2 separate regions of the Ovis aries genome follow, and region 2 is linked to region 1. Evidence: chromatin contacts called from public Hi-C data. All regions are on one chromosome and are shown on one strand. The core of a region is the stretch at or near the end of the contact, and the rest is flanking DNA. Distances in the headings are between cores, read along the strand shown.

What was found. A called contact is a pair of places that touch in the nucleus more often than the background predicts.
Region 2: a contact with region 1 is called in a Hi-C map of hypothalamus, with 8 times the contacts expected there. The contact joins the promoter of ANTXR1 here to the enhancer-like site in region 1. A contact is called at or near these places in 12 of 16 Hi-C or Micro-C datasets (blood, hypothalamus, liver and 6 more).

Annotation. Positions count from the first base shown.
Region 1 is chr3:39,027,171-39,034,126 of ARS-UI_Ramb_v3.0, reverse strand. No RefSeq gene overlaps it. Among named protein-coding and RNA genes, the nearest start is that of GFPT1, 77 kb to the right of the region's middle. Within about 2 kb of position 3,261, at least 38 of the 54 cell types and tissues checked have an H3K27ac peak or open chromatin away from gene starts, as enhancers often do. A contact at or near this core is called in hypothalamus, liver and tail adipose tissue, where this site is marked.
Region 2 is chr3:39,371,223-39,378,178 of ARS-UI_Ramb_v3.0, reverse strand. ANTXR1 (ANTXR cell adhesion molecule 1) reads left to right here and starts at 3,419. Exons shown (of 18, transcript XM_015094293.3): 1 at 3,419-3,718. The coding sequence starts at 3,567.

The DNA.
Region 1 (6,956 bases), core at 2,012-4,511:
GAGGAAAGGGACTGCACTTTGACGCCCTCCACGCCGGCCAAGTGTGCCAGCGTGCACTGCTGCGCCGCAAGGCCCACCCCACCGGCCAGGAGGACGGAGCAGCCCCGACGGGTGGGGCTGGATGAGCAGCTCCCCTGACAAATGTCCTAGGAGAGGCAGGTCCCAGCACAGGAAATGAAAGGATCTGAGTCCTGGGCTGCGGTGAAAAGGCATTTCCTCTTCTCTCTGGGCCTGGGGATAAAGTAAAGTTTGTCCCAAAGGTGAATTCCAGTCCCCACCGTCTCTCACACTCGAAGGCCAGGATGTAGGGAGGGTGTACACGGCCCTCTCTTTGGGGGAGAGGGGATGACGGCAGAACTCTGCTCCCCAAGGACGGGCTGGTGGTCCTAAGTACCACTACAGCAGGTAGGTGGATACCAGGACACTGTGTCTCACAGACCTCTGCTTGTCCAAGCCTCCCCTACAGTCTATGAAATATGTCAGCTGATCCCAGCCACATCACAGGGCACGGAGAGAAAAGCTTACCCATGTGAAATGGAATATCTGCTGCTGTATCAATAAACAAGAAAAGTCACAGCCATCAGCGATTTGGGGCCTCCAAACGTGAAGGAGGGCTCCCCAAATGGCACACAACACACACGATCAAGCAGATGCCGCCACCCACCACCCCATGGTGATTGCTGAGGAGCTGGGGGGAGGACGGGAATGCAGAAGCAGCCATCTGCCACCCCATACGGGGAACAAGGATGTAGACAATCAGGAAACCGGATTTGGCCCCAGATAGCTGAGGTGCGTATAAAGAAACGAATTCAGTGAGCCCAGAGGCTTGCATCTTCCCATACACAGAAGAATACTAAATTCCTTAACTTGATATCTGATTTTCCTTACCTCACAATAATCTTTAATGTTCAGGCTGCCTGCCCCCTTTTTTGCAAACTCATATATAGCCCTAACTCCCCTTCCTGCCTCCCTGGAGCAGTTTTCTCAGAGATACTGGATGCTGTCTCCCAGGCTCAGGGTCCTAAACATTCCCACTAAATAAAATAACTCTCTACTTTCAGGTTGTGACTAGATTTTTATTTGACACCCACTTCTTTGCATGGAATAGCAAAAAGAGGAACAATGTCCCTTGTCCCAAGCCAGGGCAGCCACGTGTTGACGCAAGGCAGAGCGAGGACCACAGGTACGTTCTTATAAGACAGCACGCTGGGAGAGGCTTGGAAGAAGGGAGGGGAAGGGAAGGGCCCTGTGTGGGTAGTGATCTGTAAGCTGATTGAAATGTGAGTTTCTACTAGCAGGTAACTGCTGAGAGTCATACATACCGGCCAAACCGGGACAAGCCAGTTTGGCATTTGGCAGATCAAGGCTGAATCACCGGTCCTCCTGTTTGTATCTGCTGTTCAGCATGACTGGTTTTCCTGGCCCCATGCGCTAGCAGGTCTTTTCAGATCTGCTCTCAGCCAGACCTCTGATCCCTCCAAGCTGACCCTGAAGATTAACCGGCAAGCCGGCCACCTGAGAGGCTGATGTCTGCTCTCCTTCACACCAGGACCACTGCTCAGGGAGCATGAAGAAGGCCCTAATGAGACCCAGGGTCCCAAAGCTACCTCAACACCCAGGAATTCCAAATTGTTTTGAACAACCAGATCCAACTTCCAAATCAAGGCAAAATTCCACTTACCTTGGACTCTGTTTTAGCTACAGTCAGAAATAAAGGTGCCCTGGTCACACCCAGCCTGGGATGCTGAGGCAGACAGCATGCTTATCTTGAGAACACTGACATTCTTTTCTTGTCCCCACTGTGCTGTGTACTGAGAAAGAAACATTCCAGCTTTGCGACCCTCAGCTGTATTCCTTGTGCCAAAGGGGTAGCAGCCAAAAAGAGAAAAGACAACACATTTTAAGGAGAAGAATATTTAAAGATGGATTTACTTTCTTGATTTCTACACCTGAATTTTAAAGCCCTGGAAAGTTGCAATTTGCTATCAAATGTCAGGCAAATGTCTGGCTGGCGTGGGTGGCTATATCAGACTCTGAATTCTCTACTCCAAACCAGCATAGAATAAAAGAGTGGGCTTTCACAAGAGATGGGCTTTAGCCACCAAAAATAGGAACAGTTCGCAACTTTGCGTAACTGAAGGAGGGCTTTCTGGGTGTAAAATGTTTAGTTAGCTGCTCAGTTGTGTCCAGCTCTTTGCAACCCCATGGACTAAAGCTTGCCAGGCTCCTGTGTCCTTGGAATTCTCCAGGCAAGAATACTGGAGTGGGTTGCTGTTTCCTTCTCCAGGGGATCTTCCTGACCCAGGGATTGAACCTGGGTCTCCTGCATTACAGGTAGATTCTTTACCAATAAATCCAGGATCTAACCAACACACCCATCTAGGGTGGTCATCCATCAACCAGAAACCCCACTTCCCTTCAGCCCCTTTCCACTAGAAGCCAGGACTCAGGACCCAGCTGTCCCAGGCAACAGTCATTTCCTGGATCCAGTTAAGGAGGCAGGAAGAAACCACAGATGTCTGAAACACTCAGGGAAACAGTCTTCTGCCGAGGGATCACGCCCTGCAGTCACCAGCTCCTTTACTCCTGCCCTGACCCCGGGTGGGAGGCAGGCTGGCCCCATCTTGCAGGTGAACACTTATCTCTGTGTTTAGAGCACTCTTGGGCATTTTCTAAGCACGCAGGGGCAAGTGAACTGTTCTAAAGCTATGCTGCGCTTGCTCTGTCCCTGTGACCCATGGCATCCCCAAAGAAGTAACTGTTAGGGCCCTGCGATCACAGTGCCTTTGGTGTCTCCAAGCGCCACCTGGTGGTCACTGCACGCCCCTGCAGCGCTGTCACCCGATCACCATTCTCAGTTATCCCAGCCACACCCGGGGTGTGGGAGGCAGATGTGGCAAGGCTGAAGGTCCTCCGTCACCCGGCCTTCTAAAGTCAGGCCTGGGGCGACTGAAGCATCTGCCACTGGGCCAGGCGAGTCTGGGGCTCCGGGCGCAGGTGGAGGTGGTGGCCAGGTGGGAGGAGCTGCCGGGAGACCTCGGCCCCTCCCCTCCAGAATCGAGATCCCAGAACTGCGGGTGCCTGCAGGGCCTAGAAAAGTGCCCGAGCAACAGTGGCTGCTTACCAAACATTTCTGGAAAGGGGAAGAGGGAGGGGGCTGTGGTGGATGAGCAGGGAGCGGGGTGCCTCCGGTCTCTGCAGTGGGAGAGGGTGCCCAGTGTGGATAAAAGGCCTGGCGATGTGGCTACATTTCCTTTCTTCCTCCGACTCCCGCGGGATTTTGCACATTTGGACCGAGACAGACTGGAGAGGCACTGCCCCCTTGTGGCCTCCGCCCGTCACAGCAACTGTCTTCCGTCCGAGATTTTCACCTTTTGTAACACAATTTCATTTCTTCAGCGGAAGCTGAAGCCCCAATACTTTGGCCACCTGATGCGAAGAACTGACTCATTTGAAAAGACCCTGATGCTGGGAAAGACTGAAGGCAGGAGGAGAAGGGGACGGCAGAGGATGAGACGGTTGGATGGCATCACCGACTCGATGGACATGGGTTTGAGCAAGCTTTGGGAGTTGGTGATGGACAGGGAAGCCTGGCATGCTGCAGTCCATGGGGTCGCAGAGTCTGACACAAGTCTGAGTGAGTAAGCTGAACTGAACAAAACTTCTCGGTTCTGTATGTTTGAGTCACCCTCTGCTTCCTCCGGATCACATCTACCTGGCAGCAGGTACAAGAGGATCGCAGTAACAGCACAGAACAGCATTTTTCTGGTTCGGCCCCACTTGTGGAATTGTGAGTACCGTGGACCCCAACAAGTTCCAACCAAATTAGTTTAACAAACCCCTGGCAGCCCCTCTGTGACATCCACTATTTTCTCTTATCAAGGTGACCCTTTCGCCACCCGCTGATCTCCGTCTTTTCCCAGTACTCTCAGTTTGGAGCACCAATAGGGGCCCTCTAAGAGGCCACTTTACTCAAAGCTTGTCCTTTCTCTCTGACCATCAACCAGAGGCCACTTTACTCAAAGCTTGTCCTTTCTCTCTGACCATCAACCATTGTCTTCAGACTAAGTTGATGTTGCCTTCAGTTCAGGTCAGTCAGTCAGTCATGTTCAACTCTTTGCAACCCCATGGACTGCAGCACACCAGCCTTCCCTATCCATCACCAACTCCAGGATCTTGCTCAAACTCATGTCCATTGAGTTGGTGATGCCATCCAACCATCTCATCTTCTGTCATCCCCTTCTCCTCCTGCCTTCACTCTTTCCCAGCATCAGGGTCTGGTATTGCCTTCAGCCACTCTCTTTGCTAGGGCCCTGGTGCCAATAGCCCTGACACTGTAATTGCACTGGCGTCCCCCAAAGTTCTCAAATTGGACTGTCAGAACTAAAACACCGGCTGTATTTGCACTGTCTTTTTTTTTTTTTTTTTTTTGGTTATAAAAGAAAAAAGCAGAGAATGAGGACATCTGGATCCCAGCCCTGTGGTCACCAATCAGCTCTGTGAATCTGAAGGTCTCTTTGTGCATCATTTGTTCCCCATTAAAATAGCAAGTAGTGAGTATGGAAGCCTGGAAAATAGGATGGGGGAGAGGGGAATGGGGCACTTGATGGAGAAGTTGAGGAGATGGCTCTTGGTGGAGCCAAGGGCGAGAGAGTGGACATCATGGTGTGTCATCCCAGCCCCATCCACTCCAGGAACTGAGCCCTATTGTGCCTCAAAGGTGCACCTTTGGGGTGGCCAGGCATGGCCCGAGGAGAGGGGATGACAAGTGTGACAGACAGTCAACCCAGACCTGGCAGAAGACCTACGAGTGGGCTTTTCCCAAACACTTGAGCAAAACTCCTATGTCACTGGGAGTAGCAGGGAACCCAGGGGTCCTGTAGTTGTTAGGGGCCCTGCAGTTGGGGTCATGAAGCTAATGGATGGACCCCAGATTGGCTGGTCCTGGGGATGCCCAGGGGACATAATCGGGGTTCATCTGGATCTCTGGAATCCTCGTGCCATGTGTACATACATCACGCACTTTGGTACTCCTGGAATGGAGCCAGTTTATTAGGGAAACTCTGGAAGGGGCAACAGCCCAGAAGCCGGTGCTCCCTGCAGGCTTTGGAGATTCCAGAGGGCCATGACGAGACACCTGAAGAAGCTGCTCTGAGCCCATAAGCTGCCCAGAGCATGTGTCCAGATGTTCAGGAGGGAGAAAAATGCAAACAGCTTTACCCAGAGGCTTTCGGAGATTCCTGATCACTTCATGGTCTTGGGGAAAGGATGCCTGAAAGCGCTTTTAAGTTCCTTATCTCATTCATTATTTCTAGAAGTCCTTTATTTCTAGAAGGACTGGGGATTCCCTGGTGGTCCAGTGATTAGGACTCCATGGTATCACTGCCACAGGCCCAAGTTCAATTCCTGGTCAGAAACTACAGTTTCTGTGCAGCCAAAAAAAAAAACAAAAAAAAGTTTCTAGAAAGACTAAGTCCACCTAATGTCTCCGAGGAGCAAGTAATGTCTGATGTACCAGAATCTGGGGCCCTCTGGAGATATGGGTGTGTAGGCCAGATCTACCCCTGCCTTTGCAGTTACATGAACCAATAAATCCCCTTTTGTGCTTCAGTTCAAAAAAGTAGGATTTTTCTTTACTAATAACCAAATGAGTCCTCTTACAATACAGGAGCTTGTTACAACTTTACATATGATTGGATGCGGGTACCATCTCGGGCAAGGGCAACATGAAGCACAGTTAACTGGGAGGACTCAGTGCTCTTAAGAGAAACTGAGAAGCCAGGGAGGTGGAGTACGCGTTTTGTCTGACACATGAACTGAATTAAAAGGGCAGTCGGTACTTCTGAAGGCTAAGTGGAGGCTGGTCCTATAGACTCTAGATCCACAAGAAGCCTGTTTGACATTATCATATTGCAGATTAATCTCTCTTCCAATCATTAGACCCCTCTCACCCTTATGCTTCAAGATGGAAATACTCAACGCTTAATTTTTGAAGTGTATAGGGTGCCTGAAAACAGCCTCCCAAAATAATAAAATTCTACTCAACTCCAAATGGCTTGAACTAGCTACACGCAAAGAGCAGAGGCTCCTGTGGATTGAAGATTATTAAATATGAAGTATGTTTGTCAGGAAAAACCTTTGTTTATATAAACAGTAGAAGCACCACCATGGTAACCCTGCTTGGTTTACAGCCTAAAGCCTCCCAGCCAAATTCCCGCCTCCTTTTTCACTGCTAGCCTACATTTTTTAAAAACATCCCCAGCCAAAATTCCATGATTTGCCTGCTGGGTTTCCAGGCTCAGAAAATGTCATTTAAAAAGTAGTGGGGGAACCGGTTGCAACCACGTCCAAAGCTTCTAAATGAAAGCTGATTTCTCTCTCTCTCTCTCTCTCATTCTCTCTCTCTCTCTCTCACACACACACACACACACACACACACATACACAGATTTTGTTTGCCAATTACAGTATGCTTTTCCTTTTTTATGTAACCAAAGTCTCCTTGGGCCCCACAAGCCTGCAGGACCAATGAAATAACAACATACAGGGCAGCTGTAACCCGTATTCTGGGTTTTTCTCCTACCTACTCACAGAGCATCTTAAGGGGTGTACTTTAGAGGTGACCCTGAACAAATCCAGTGCGAGACAGTGCAGCCTCTTCCCCAGTGATGTCCACAGGGTCCCCGTCACCTCTGCGCTCTCCTTGGAAGTCCGGGGACCCAGTGATGTGCAGGGGAACTCCAGAGAAGCCCTTGCGTTCCTTGGTGTTCTGCTCCATTAACACGCATCAAACCAGGCTACTGTGCCCACTGTCTGATTGTCTTACTAACGTTTGTAGCAGAAGCTGTCCCTGCCATCCAAAGAACCCAGCCACATATCCAATGGCCAGTCCAAGTGGTGGTGCCTGGCGTGTCTCAAGATACCCTTCCCTCCAGCGACTGAGGTCAAAGCATCCAG
Region 2 (6,956 bases), core at 2,170-4,669, 340 kb before region 1:
GCAGCTCATGGGGTCTCAAAGAGCTGGACATGACTGAGAGACTGAACTGAACTGAACTGAGAGCATGAGGATGAGAGAAGACACTCCTAATCTTCCCTGACCCCTCCTGTCCCCCAAATCCCTTTCAGGTTCAAGCCTTTTCTTTGCCAATGCTGTCACCCACAAATGTTCTCTTGAGTATGTTTTTCTGTCTCATGTTCCTTTTCTAAGCAGTTTCCCCTGGTTTTTCTGCATTCATCTACCCACTTAATTTCAGTAGATGTTCCTCACCTTCTTTCTCATCACAGAGCTGCAATGGGACTAGGAGAGGTCTTCAGTTTTGGAGAGAGGGAGAATATATGGGGAAAAAAAACTTGAATAGGTTAGAGTATTTTAATCTCCCCACAGTTATTTTTTTCCTGAGAGTAGTTATTTCCAAAGTATAAGTATTAATAGGTCCAGTACTTTTCAAAAAAAGAACAGTTTCTTAGTCAACTAAGCTTGGAAAATACAGTTAGACATCTTTTTCCCCCTAAAGATAGCCACAAATTTTTAACATGATAATAGGCATTTCTTAGTTGTCTATTATTGCATAACAAATTGCCCTCAACATTTGATGCTTGAAACATACATACATTTTCATTCTCCATAATTTTCGTGGGTCAAGAATCTGAAATTGGCTTGGTTGAGTGGTTCTGGCTTTGAGCTTCTCATAAGGTTACAGTCAAGAAGTCAACCAGGACTGCGGTCATCTGAAGGCTTCACTGGGGCTGGAGGATGCACCTCCAGGATGGGTTATTCACGCGGCTGGCTGGTTGATGTTGGTCAGTAGGTGCACTAAGTTCCTTACTGCATGGACTCTTACACAGGGCTGCTTGAGCAATCTCATGACATGGCCCTGGGTTCCCCAGAGAAAGTAGCACAGGAGAACAAGGAGGAAACGGCAATATCTTTTATTATTATTATTATTAAGATGTAGTTTATTTACAATGTTGCAGTTGTTTCAGGTTTACAGCAAAGTGATTCATATGCATATCTATTCTTTTTTAAGATTCTTTTCCATTACAGTTTATTACAAGGTGTTTTGAATGGAGTTCCCCATGCTATCCAGTAGGACCTTGTTGTCTACCTGTTCTATATACAGGAGTGTGTATCTGTTCATCCCAAACTCCTAATTTCCTCCTCCCCCTGCACTTTCCTCTTTGGTAACCGTAAGTTTGTTTTCCAGGTATGTGAGTCCATTTCCGATTTGTAAATAAGTTCTCTTGCATATTTTTAGATTCCACATATATATTTTGGAGTATGTGTTAGTCACTCAGTTGTATCCGACTCTTTGCGATCCCATGGGCCCACCAGCCTCCCTGTCCATGGGATTCTTGGGGCGTGAATCCTGGAGTGGGTTGCCATGTCCTTCTCCAAGGGATCTTCCTGACCCAGGGATCGAATCCAGGCCTCTTGGGTCTCCTGCATAGGCAGGTGGGTTCTTTAACACTATCACCACCTGGGAAAGTATATATTTTAAATACCACAAATGATATTTTATTTCTCTGACTTCCTTCACTTAGTATGATAATCTCTAAGTCCATCCATGTTGTTGCAAATCGCATCATTTCACTCTTTTTTTATGGCTTGGTGATATTCCATTGTCCATATATACCACATCTTCTCTATCCTTTCATCTGTGGATAGGCACTTAGGTGGCTTCCATGTCTTGGCTACCGTAATTAGTTCTGCTACGAACATTGGTGTCAAACAGTTCAATGCAAAAAACCAAACTACCCAATCAGAAAATAGGCAGAAGACCTAAACAGACATTTCTCTGAAGAAGAAACGCAGCTGGTCCACAGGCACATGAAAAGATGCTCAGTTGCTAATTATTAGAGAAATGCACATCAAAACTGCAATGAGGTATCACTTCACACCAGTCAGAATGGCCATCATCAAAGAGTCCACAACTAATGAAGTCTGGAGAGAGAGTGAAGCAAATGGAACCCTCCCACACTGTTGGTGAGCGTGTAAATTGGTACAACCAGTGTGAAGAACAGTACAGAGTTTCCTTTAAAAACTAAGAATAGAGTTAATATATAATCCAGCAATCTCACTCCTAGGCATACCTCAGGAGAAAATTCTAATTTAAAAAGATAAATGCACAATATCTTTTATATTCTCAGAAGTCACACACCATCATTTCTGCTGTACCGTATTTATTACACACCGTTCAGTCTCATTCAGTGTGGGAGAGGAGGTGTGAATATCAGGAGATGAAGACCAGAAAGGAACATTTTGGAGGCAGGCTAGTGCAGTGCGTTAGGAATCTCCAAAATTTAGAGGCTCTCAAGCAGAGGGGAAGATGCGTGTCTGGAGCAATAATCCTGAAATACAGAGCACGAGTGTGTGTTGAGGATTCCCAGAGTGGAAGACATAGGAAGATAAAACCTGAGTTCCCGCTGGGAAGGGGGTCCAGAGCCCACTCTAAAGAGGATCCCTTCCTGTAGAAAACAGAGCTTCTCTGGCAGTCCCAAACTGTTTGGAAGGTTCACATTCTTGTAAGCTGTTTGTTTCCTCTGCCTTAAATCAAAGATTGGGTGAAAAAAGTCAAAGTTCACAGGCTGAAAAGAACTTACCACAGAATCTCCCAAATCGGAGATGGAGACCGTCTAGAATGCTCCGCTCTTTCATGCCAGGAACAGCTTTCTGTGTGGGACTGTTTTCGCTGTTTTCAGTCACATGACCGCATCCCAACAGTCTCTTTTATGATCTGCGGTAAGTGTACAGTAAGGTCACTTGGGTGATTCAGATCACAAAGGCCCGTTCTTCTCTGCTCGTTTGTCCAGCATCTTGTTTGCAAAGGTCCTAGCCTGGGGTCAGAGCCGTGGTGTTTGGAGGAAGTTCTCATCAATTGCTTACATGGACCTTATCAGCGGACGTAGAACAGGAAAAGAAAGAACAAGGATAAAAAGGCTAGCGAGTGAGGAAGAACTAAAAATGGGGAAGAAGTAATGGAGAATGAAAGGAAAGATGCGTGAGAAAAAAGAAGGAATAAGAAACATGCACAGCCAGGCTCCCTAGAATGCGCGAGTGCTTTCGCCGTCCTTGGCCACAAGGTGGCACCCTTTGAACTTTCTTTCCCCATCAAAATATGAAGGCCGGGTGGTGGGGGGCGGGTGTTGAGAGGAGGGAGAAAAGAGTAAGCACTCCCCCAACCAAGAACAATTTGAAAACCCACCCCAAAATATTTAAAATCTGGGACAAAGAACCGTCAGGACGGAACTGCTTCAATTGCAAAACCTCAGCGCTGCCTCCCGAGCGGCCTGTCGGCCCGAGTCAGGAGCAGCCCCTTTAAAAAAAAGCGGACTACAGTATTGGGATTCTTGAAACCCGAAACCTAGAAACAGAATCGTAGCGGAAACCAGAAGGAAAACCTTGAACTCTTCCAGACAATTGCTTCCGGGGAGTTTTTCGGGAGAGCGAGGGGGAATAAAGGGCCCGAGAGGAGGGCCCCTCGGATGGCGCGCCCCTGAGGGTCCTGGCGAGTTCGAGGAGCGTGGGGAGGAGAGGACCATACCCTCTCCCTGGGGCTGCAGGTCATGGCCACCGTGGAGCAGAAAGCCCTGGGCATTGGCTTCAAGTGTCTTTCTTTGGCCACTTTTGTGCTCATCTGCGCCGGGCAAGGGGGACGCAGGGAGGAAGGGGGTCCAGCCTGCTACGGGGGATTTGACCTGTACTTCATTCTGGACAAGTAAGTGCCGTGAGTTGTTCCACCCTAGGCTAAGCTGATGATGCTTTCTACCCGGGCTGGGCTCCTTGGCAGGGTGGCTTTGGGACAGGCGCGCATCTCCAGGGACCCAGAGGGGCCGCGGGAGGTGGCGCTGGCCCCAGCTCTGCGCCTTTGTGGACCGAGCGCACGTCCCCATCCTTCCCGGCTGCAGGAGCCGGACGGGCAGGCGTCGCTGCTTGTTCTCCAAACAGCTTCTTCGCTGCCTTGCTTTCCGGCGACCGAGGCGCCTGAGTTTGAGGATGGGAGTGTAAAGATGCTGTTGACCTACTACCTCTCTGTGAACCTTTTTCATTTGCTTTAGAATCGTTGGTGAGAAAAGCTTGCTTAGGAGAGGCAGAACAACGTTCACACACGTCTAAAGTAAGCGGCGTGGGCTTTTAAAAGCCAATTGTCTCTTGTTTAAAAACTCTGCCCTACGTATTCCTTTTGCCTGGCTCCTCATCATAGAATGTAGGCAGACTGGGCAGTTCGTGGAAATATAAGGCGGATTTCTCCACTCCACTGAGTTTGAGGCTAGGGAGTTCTTTGTTGTGGGAACGTCTTGTGAGTTGTAGGATGTTTTGTGAGTTGAATGTTGAGCATCCCTGGCCGTAGGCAACCCTCTAGATGCTGGTACTACCCCCCAACCCCCCAACCCCCACTAGTCTCTATAACCTCCCCAACCCCACTCCTCAACCCGCACTAGTCTCTCCGTGGGGACAAGCAAAAATGTCTCCAGACATTGCCAAAAGTCCCCTGCGGGTATATTTCTCCTCCCTCTGGGCTTGAGAAACCCCGATGCAGGCGAAGTAGAGTTCTTGGCGATTTGACTGGTGGGCTACCAGGGAAGTGCAGGAGCCCTGGTTTTCTTGCAAAAATGGATGAGGCTTCAGGACTGTTCAAGGGAGAACTGAACTCTGCCCAATTCCCCGTAGACTTGCCAAGCCACAGTCATTCAAGGAAGTTGCCTGCTATCAACTAAAAAGCAGCTTTAACAATAAAAAGCCCCTCAGTGAAGATCAGTGCTCACTAGTGCTGTGTGAGCGCCCCACTGCCAGGACAGGACGCTTGCTGTTACAGTGGAGGGGACATGAGTTTCACAGACTGGAAAGTATTTGCCAGTTGGAAAAAGAGTCCTGCAAAATAAGCTGGCCAGCTAGACACCAAATGTGCTTTGCAGTTGCCCCTGGAGTTTGATTTTTTTCCGTAAAGGCTGTTTTGAACTCCAGATTCTTTGGATGAAAAGGGAGATCTCTTTCCTGCAGATTTATGAGAAGGTGGATACTGAAAATATACTCCAGTGCTAAGAAATGGAATTTCTTTTGTTAACTTCTAGCGGCTGGGAGCACCAGCTCACAGATTCAGACTGTCTGAAAACACAGATGCCCATCATTGTGCTTTTTTTTTTTTTTTAAGCGAGTTCAGAAGAGCATACAGGAAGACTTGAAAATGGACAGAATCACCATGTCCTGAAATGAAACAACTCTACACTGCAGAGATATCAAACTCTTTCCAAATTACCTTATAAATTGAATTAAACTTTAAAATCAGAATTCTGAAAGAATTTTGTTGGTGAGAGGGATTTAGCAAAATAATTCTAGGTTTATCTTAGAGAAAAAAAAAACAAGTATTAAGAGCTAAAACATTTTGGAAAAATAATAATGAAAATACTTATATCTCCAAATATTAAAATGTACTGTGAGGCAAATTATTAAAACACAGGATGGCTTTTTAAAAAATGGTTCTTGAACAAATGGTGGTCCACAGGGAAAGAAAAAGTTTAGATTTACACTTTACCCCCACCACCACCACCAAGATAAATTCCAAGAGGATTGAAAATTTTAATGTTAAACATTTAATTTAAAAAATGAAGTATTGAAAGAATTAAAAGAAAACTTAATGAGTATTACTGTAATCTTAGATTTGGAGCTTTAAAAACAGTAGCAACAATAAAGAGAACTGCAAAAAGATTTAAATATATTAGAATCTGACATGTCTACAAGTGAAAAAAATAGTCACAAATAAAAGATAACAAGTTACAAAAACTTTTGCAATATAAATTCACCTTAAAATGTAAAGCAGTTTTTAAAAGATCATCTCAGTAGAAAACAGGCTTACTATATGAATAATTCACAAAAAATATGAAAGGTAATAAACAAAAAAGTTCAAGTTCCCTAGCAAAGAAATGGGAAAATCAAACAAGATGTAGTATTTATTACGTTGGCAAAGATTTTTAAAGAATTATAATATTCAACATTGGCCAGCTTGTGGGAAGGAGGGCCGTTGTCATATCTTATAAGGAAAATATAAATTTGGTTTGGTCTTTCTAGGTTTGTGCTATCCAATAAAACTTTCTGTGATGATAGAAATATTCTCTTTCTGTGCTTTCCAGCATGGTAGCCACTAGCCGTATGTGGCTATTGACCCTTGAAATGTGTCTAGTGGGATTGAGGAAATGAACTTTCTGTTTTATTTAAGTTTAATTTAAATTTCAGTCCATATGTGGCTAATATTTTGAATAGCATAGACAAGAAGATAACATGACGTGTATCAAAGGAAAACTCCAAGACAGAAAAGAGTGCCTATATGTTCGTGGCTGTGATGTTTATGATAATGAAGCTGAGAATTATCTAAATGTCCAACAACAGAGGATTTGATAAGTTAGACATGGTATCTGCATGATATTGAGCACACATGTTATACATGCCTGTAAGATATTTTTAGGAGAAACACAGTGCACATAATATGCTCTTAAGGGAAAATACAATTACCAAACATTATACACTATGATTCTACCTTTGTAAAAAATGCACGTGTGTCTTTATTTACCCAATATGTAATAGTATTTGTAGAAAGTAGGACTTTTAAATTCTTTTTTTACACTTTTCTGAATCTTCAAATTTTTCTACAATGAGTGTATATTACTTTTATATTCAACAAAAATAAGTTATTTTGAGTTTTTAAAAAGTCATTTCAAGTGTGAGGGGGCTCTCTTAACCAGCGTGCTGAGCTCCAAGCCCCTCACAATTATAGAGGATTTGCTTTCATGTTTAATCCTGGAGTACATTTCTAAATACATCATAGGGTCCTTGGCAATATGTTGAGGACCCAAAATGCTCCAGGAAAAAAATGGTGGGGAGACCTTTACAGGTACCTACCTTTACATGGAGGTGGACTCCTCCGACTTCTTTTAGTTGTCTTATTGCTTGAAGAGAGGGAC